Linked DNA regions of Mus musculus: region 1 is linked to region 2. The links are chromatin contacts, called in public promoter capture Hi-C maps. All regions are on one chromosome and are shown on one strand. Each heading gives the region's core, a stretch centred on a gene start, on an enhancer-like site or on the middle of the called end of the contact. The rest is flanking DNA. Distances are from core to core; before and after follow the strand shown. Region 1 holds the start of Dbp (D site albumin promoter binding protein). Region 2 overlaps Nosip (nitric oxide synthase interacting protein).

Region 1 (3,425 bases), core at 184-2,683, 630 kb after region 2:
GAGGGGCAACAGGGACCCCCGGCATCCCGAGAGGCGCTGCCGAGGCCCCAACTACCGCCTGCATGGTATGCTTAGTGTGTCCCCTCCTTCTCCACGTCCTGATAGTCTGCACTTATTCCCAGTGGTTGTCTCAGTGTGATACATCCCTTGTCCTTTCTCACCTCTCCATATGGAACAGCCTGCTGCAGCCCACCCCTCTTTGCAGCTTAGTCTAAGGCCTGACACCCTGTTTTCCTTGTGGTACAATTACATACTGGTCCATGCCCTCTGCCTACTGTTACTTGCCAAGATGGTACGGTCCAGGTCACCTGTTTACAAATGGTATGACCCTACTTAGAGCTGTAGTCTTTCTGCTATTCCCTTTCTGAGAATCAGCGTGGTACAATCCCTCTGTCTTTCTTACTGCCACTGTGGCTCGGCCCCGGGAAATCGGTTAGTTTCTTGTCTGGTTTCTCAACATGGTACAGCCCAGAAGACCATATCCTCTCCATGTACCTTTATGCAAACCAGCCTATTCTGCACGTCCCATGTGGCCTTCTTCCCTCCCTACATGGTCTGGTCCAGGAGCTGATCATTCCCCCAACTTGGTATATTCCATTCCCCCTTAGCAGCCTGACTAGTAGAGTCCTATGTGCTCAGCTCCCACACCCCTCAAGCCGGTGCTTCCCTTTGCAGTGGACGGTGGTCCTCACGGTCGCTGAGACTCCCCAACGAGGATTACGCCCGCCTGTTCTGAGTTTCCTCACCAGGGGAGGGGATTCACCCCAAAACAAAGCTATTAAAAGGACTGAATGTTTCCGGTTTCTCGGTGGTTTATCAGTCGCGATTGAGGAACATCTAGATATTAAAAAAAAAAAATCCTTCCCGAAGCCCACTTCTTTCTGCCTTAATCTGCTCTAATTGATGTTCTGCTTTTTTTCCTCAATGAGTCTGTGAACACTCGGCTCCTTTAAGAGGTACCCCTCTTGCCCCACACCCGCATCCGATAGCACGCGCAAAGCCATGTGCTTCCCCCTTCTTCCTGCCTCATTGGCCCGAAGTGGGTCACGGTCCCGCCTCCAGCGCCTCCTCCCATTGGCCAAATATAGGTCAGTGTCCCGCCTTCTTCCAAAAGGCGAGGCAACTACACAAGTTCAGCCCCTCACGCGCCTCCAGGGTCTTGGCATATCCCTTCATCTCATTGGCTGAGCGTCTCAAGGGCTCGAGACGTGATTGGTTCTTGCCAGAAGCCGGAGGAAGGCACGCGGCTGGGGTGCATGGCCCAAGTGGAGGGAGGGGGCCCGGAGGAGGGGCGCGCGCTCTGGCGTCCGGTGTTTTGGTTTAGATTTTTTTTTTTCCGCGAAAGAAGTTTGCTTTGGCCACGCCTCAAGGCTGCCACCTCCTCCTGCCCCCTCCTCCGCCCCTGGGTGCACACCTCTGGGTGCAGATTGCAAAGCTCCTTTCTTTGCGAGAAGTGCAAAATTGGCTAGAGCCAGAGACTCGCCCACTTGGTACAGAAGGAGCGCGCGCCTGTGTCCCTTGGGGACCCACAGTTGCAAAGAGACAGCTGCTTGATTTGGTCACCCACTCGCCCAGACTATAGGAGCCTCCCGGGACAGTCTTTGAGTTGCACCTTTCTGCAGAACTGACTGGTTGAACCCCCGCAGCGCTCTTAGGATTTGAAGCGTCCTGATCCTGGAGGCTTGCACGCCGCGCTCTCCCGACTCTGGGACACATTCGCCCGAACCACTGGAGTGTGCGGGTGACTGACATATCATCTCATCTCTTCGACTCTCCATGAGCTCATGAACCTGGGAGCAGGTCCACGGCAATGGCGCGGCCTCTGAGCGACAGGACCCCGGGCCCCCTGCTGCTGGGTGGCCCGGCTGGGGCCCCCCCTGGCGGGGGAGCGCTGCTTGGGCTGAGGAGCCTTCTGCAGGGAAACAGCAAGCCCAAAGAACCGGCCAGCTGTGAGTTCTAGTCCCACTGTGTTAGGGACTCAACTGTTGGGGTGGTGGTCCACGGCACCTATCAGCTAGGTGTCCCATCTTTGCTAGTCTTCATTAGGTCACTTAGGTCTTCCAGTCCATCAGCCTCCAGGACCAAATCTGACGCCTGGAGGGCCTAAGGGTCAAGTCCCTGGAGTGTTCCTACTTGAGGACAGAGTTTAGGTGCCAGACCCCTCTTTCTTTCCTTTGGCCTCAGAGTCTGGACCCCTGGAGTCCTAGGGGAAGGGAGGGGGTGTGTCGGATGCTCACACGGTGCAGACACGGGCTTGGGCGGGGCCTCGCAGGGTCACATGGAAACTAGGGATGAGGAATGTGCCTGAGCAGTGGAGCCCCTTCCAGCCCCAACAGACTGTGGGGGAGGGGATGAGGGTGCTGGGGGTGGGAGAATTACTGAGCTGTCACTTTTTCTTTCTCACCTGCCCAACCTTTCACCCACCCTGTCACTAAACCCTTCTTTCTAAACTTCCATCCTCGTTCTCTGGGTCGCTTGTGCTTGTGTTTCTTAATCCCCTCCCGGGCCCCTAACCCTATCCTTCTGTATACTTTTGCCTTTTCCCCCTCTCCGGGTCCCCGTCTCCCTGACCCTCTATTGCTGGGGCCTTGTTCTCTTTTCTCTCTGGGTCTCCCCAAGCCCCGTCTTTATCCCTCTCTTCTTTTTCTGGGTTCTCTCCCTGCCTGTACCCACCTCCCTGGGTCTTTGCCCTACGGCTCCCGTCTCCTCACTTCTCTGTATCTCCGCCATATCTCTAACTTGGGGTCCCTCCTGTGTCCCTCCACCCCATCCGGTCTCTCCCTGGCCTACAGGTCTCCTGAAGGAAAAGGAGCGCAAGGCAACTCTGCCCTCAGCCCCCGTCCCGGGACCCGGCCTGGAAACGGCGGGCCCAGCCGATGCCCCGAGTGGGGCCGTTAGTGGCGGTGGGTCCCCTCGGGGGCGCTCAGGGCCTGTGGCTGGCCCGAGTCTTTTTGCGCCGCTGCTGTGGGAACGCACTTTGCCTTTCGGGGACGTGGAATACGTGGACCTGGACGCCTTCTTGCTGGAGCACGGGCTACCGCCGAGCCCGCCGCCCCCCGGGGGCCTGTCGCCGGCACCCTCTCCAGCGCGCACTCCCGCGCCCTCCCCCGGGCCCGGCTCTTGCAGCTCCTCTTCCCCCCGCTCCTCGCCCGGGCACGCCCCCGCGCGGGCCACTCTGGGAGCCGCCGGCGGCCACCGCGCAGGTGCGGCGAAGGGGCGGGGCTGTCGGGCAGGGCGGGGCCTCGCGACACTTTTGGAAGTCTGCCCAATGAGATGCTGCGATCCTTTAGGGGACTTGGGTCCCCAAATGCGAAAGGATTATTCACTGAGAGGCAGTATTCTTCTCTAAGACAAGTTTCCTCATGTTCTTGGAGCCAAGACTAGAAACTTAGAACACCTTAGTTAACTGGAGAGTACTATCTCCA
Region 2 (3,401 bases), core at 181-2,680:
TGTGTGTGTGTGTGTGTGAGAGAGAGAGACAGACAGACAGACAGACAGACAGACAGACAGATCCATCCCCTGGGGCTGTGTCTATAGGAGTTTTAAGCTGCAACATCTCCAGCCCTCTGTATTTTTTTCTATTGCTGAGATATATGAGTGATTACCTAAATAGTTTTGAACACAAAGACATGAAATCAGGTTAAAATAGGAACCAATGAAAATATACGTTCATGGAGAAAAGGATATGTAAAATTTAATTTCTGGTGAAACCTTTTCTTTAGTTTGTATGTATGTGTTTCACATGGGTAGTGACAAATTTGGAGCTTTGCTTTCTTTGAAGAACACAGAAATATTATAAGAATATGATTGTTGTAATCCCAGCTGTGGGATGTGGGGCTGCTTCAGACCGCCCACAGCAGCTGACTATGATTTGCCTTGTGCCCTAGCAGAGGTGTAATTTTGCTGCAGCAGATAGTTTCTGTGATTGTGTGACATTTGGATTCTGAGGAGTTTTCAGAGGGTCTATAAATGCTAGGGCCCTGAGAAGTGGGGTTATTGGTTCTTGGTTGCTCTTGGTCTGGGTTTGTTAAGTAGTCATACACAAAGAAGGAAAGGAAAAAAAAAAAATGAGATATCCTGACTTTGACTGTCAAGCTTGCCCAGGGAGCTTGATGCCCATAATGAGCAGGAGGTAACTTAATGATAACTCCGCCCCCTTCCCAACCCTTTTCTTCCCATCCTTTTTCCTCTCTCTAGTGTTGGGGGTTGAAAGGGTAGAAAGGGGTGAAAGGTGGAAGATAAAGAACCTACAAAGCAGCAAAGACTGTGATACAAGTGAATGTGGGGGGGGGGGGACGCCTTTAATCCCAGCACCCGGGAGGCAGAGGCAGGCGGATTTCTGAGTTTGAGGCCAAGCCTGGTCTACAGAGTGAGTTCCAGGACAGCCAAGGCTGTCTCAAAAACAAACAAACAAACAAACAAACACAAAAAACAAAACAACCCAAGTGAATGGTGGAAAGTATCAAGGATGGGTTTAGATCACAGGATTAGGTTACATCAGCTACATTTTCAAGGAGAATAATGATGTTATTCTAAATACCCAGGCTGGAGAGATGGCTCATCCATTAGTAATGATGGCTGCTCTTCCAGCTTAGTTTCCCAGTCCCCACATGGAGCTCACAGCCACCTGTAACTCTGGCTTCAGAGGATCTGTCACCCTCTTCTGGTCTTGGCAGGCATTGCTGCACATGACGTCAGTCACACAAGCAAGCATGCACATAGCAAATAAAATGGTTTTGAAAAAGTCAAGGTTTTAGTTGTTTCTAGAGTGTCTTACATAGTAACTTGGGTTTTTTGTTTTTTTCAGAGCTGAGGACAGAACCCAGGGCCTTGTGCTTGCTAGGCACGCACTCTACCACTGAGCTAAATCCCCAACCCCAGTAACTTCTTTTGTTTGCTGAGCAAAGTCTCATGTGGCCCAGGCTGACCTCCAACTCACTTTGTAGATTCAAAGTAGTTCAAATTCACCTTGAATTAACTCTCCTCTCTCCCTCTCTCTCCCTCCCTCCCTCCCTCTGCCCCCCCCCAAGTAATTATTTGTTTATTTTATGTGCACTGGTGTTTTGCCTGCATGTGTGTCTGGGTGAGGGCACCAGAAGCCCTGGAACTGGGTGTGAGCCACCATGTGGGTGCTGGGAATTAAACCCAGGTTCTCTGGAAAAACAGCTGGTGCTCTTAACCCCTGAGTCATCTCCCTACCCCCTCCCTTGAACTCTTCTCCTGCCTCCCCTGACCCCCAATGGCTTAGTAACTGAAAGGAGAGATGAGAAACATAGGGAAGGCTGGGGATGCAGTTCCGCATGCACACACTTGCCTAGCACAGACGTGGTGGCACAGCCTGTCTTCCCAGCATTGAAGAGGCTGAGGCAGGAGGTTTGCCTGGAATCCAAGATCAGCCTGGGCAATAGAGGAAGACAGAGTTTTTTTTTTTTGTTTTTGTTTTTAAAGTGGTTCAGGCCTTTAAACCAGCTCTTAGGGGGCAGAGGTAGAGTTTGAGGCCAGCCAGGGCTACATGGTGAGACTCTGTCTCAAAGGCAAAAGGAAGTGGCTGGGCACTGCCTGGTGTTCTGTCCTCCCTGCTGAGACCCACGGACTGCTGTGGTTTAGGGCTGTGTTTTCGGCGACCTGAACAGGCTTCAGGAGCAGGCTACTGACCACAAGCCCAGGAGGCTGTTCATGTCCTGTGTGAGTGCCCTGGGGTCACCCTGACACTTCCCCCCTTAGACAGGATGACGCGGCATGGCAAGAACTGCACTGCAGGGGCCGTCTACACCTACCACGAGAAGAAGAAGGACACAGGTACCATCCTAGGGACATCACTGTCACCTTCAGTTTCACCCTTTGTGAGGTGTGGCTTTCTAATTCTGCCCTGTTGTCCTGTTCTGCCCCTGAGTGGCCTGTCTCTTTCCCATCTATACTAATGATGGTGGCCATAGACAGTGTGGCCCATCCAACATACCATCCCACGTCTGCTCCCCTTCCTCTTAACCATTCCTGGCCAGCTCTGCCGAAAGGAAGGCCGAGAGCCACAGTGGTGGTCCCCACCCCGGGAGAGGGAGGGAGCCCTGAGCCTCTTCACCCCGCTTCTGGGGAAAAAAGCTGACCTAGCCATTGTGGACTCTCTCAGACTCCACCAAACCTACACACTTCTCTGCGACATTTGGTGGAGGGCATGTCCCCACCCATGTCTTCATTCCCACCTTGTTCTGTCCCCAGCGGCCTCGGGCTATGGGACCCAGAACATTCGACTGAGCCGGGACGCTGTGAAAGACTTTGACTGCTGCTGTCTCTCTCTGCAGCCCTGCCATGACCCTGTGGTCACGTAAGCAGGGGAGGGGCAAAGGGGCAGCTGGTGTGTGTGGGTTTAGCAGACCTCTCAGAGCCTCAGAGCCCTCACCAGAGGCAGGCAGCTCACCTCCACCACAGGTGCAGTTGGGCGAGCGAGTGCACTGCTAGTCTAGTGGCTGAGGCTGACTCGGGGTACAGTGCGTGCCTCGCATGCAGGAACCTCTGGTCCATCCCAGCACCACAGAAAGCCGGGTGTGATGCACACCTGTTATCCCAGCACTCAGGCAATGCAGACAGGAAGACGAGGCCTTCAAGGCAAGCCCCAGCTACATAGTAGTTTGAAGCTAGCCTGAGCTCCAGTACATTGTCTCTCTAAAGAGAGGACTGAAAGGAGTGCTGTGAAGACGTTGCCTAAAGGTACTTAGTGGTATCCAGGGCAGGGAGTGAATAGAGATGCTCACCTGAATATGCTTGGTGGTACCCCATGTGGAGGGGGACCCGACCCTGCGGCTGAGCCCACGCCAGTGCGTCCCTCATCCCCTCCCTCTGCAGGCCAGACGGCT

Evidence for each region. Promoter capture Hi-C pulls out the DNA fragments that hold promoters and counts their contacts.
Region 1: a contact with region 2 is called in a promoter capture Hi-C map of liver. The contact joins the promoter of Dbp here to the enhancer-like site in region 2. A contact is called at or near these places in 7 of 39 promoter capture datasets (cranial neural crest, embryonic stem cells, hippocampal neurons and 3 more), 1 of 484 Hi-C or Micro-C datasets (embryonic stem cells), 6 of 115 datasets of contacts at active chromatin or transcription factors (astrocytes, bone marrow-derived macrophages, double positive thymocytes and 3 more) and 2 of 9 other capture datasets (adipose tissue and liver).

What each region holds. Positions count from the first base shown.
Region 1 is chr7:45,703,814-45,707,238 of GRCm38.p6, forward strand. It overlaps Dbp (D site albumin promoter binding protein), which reads left to right and starts at 1,434. Exons shown (of 4, transcript NM_016974.3): 1 at 1,434-1,949; 2 at 2,793-3,203. The coding sequence starts at 1,811. Car11 (carbonic anhydrase 11) reads left to right here. Exons shown (of 9, transcript NM_009800.4): 8 at 1-65; 9 at 676-858. The coding sequence ends at 701.
Region 2 is chr7:45,071,216-45,074,616 of GRCm38.p6, forward strand. It overlaps Nosip (nitric oxide synthase interacting protein), which reads left to right. Exons shown (of 9, transcript NM_025533.3): 2 at 2,275-2,349; 3 at 2,767-2,872; 4 at 3,391-3,401. The coding sequence starts at 2,280. Among named protein-coding and RNA genes, the nearest start is that of Nosip, 10 kb to the left of the region's middle. Within about 2 kb of position 1,431, at least 17 of the 459 cell types and tissues checked have an H3K27ac peak or open chromatin away from gene starts, as enhancers often do. A contact at or near this core is called in embryonic stem cells and liver, where this site is marked.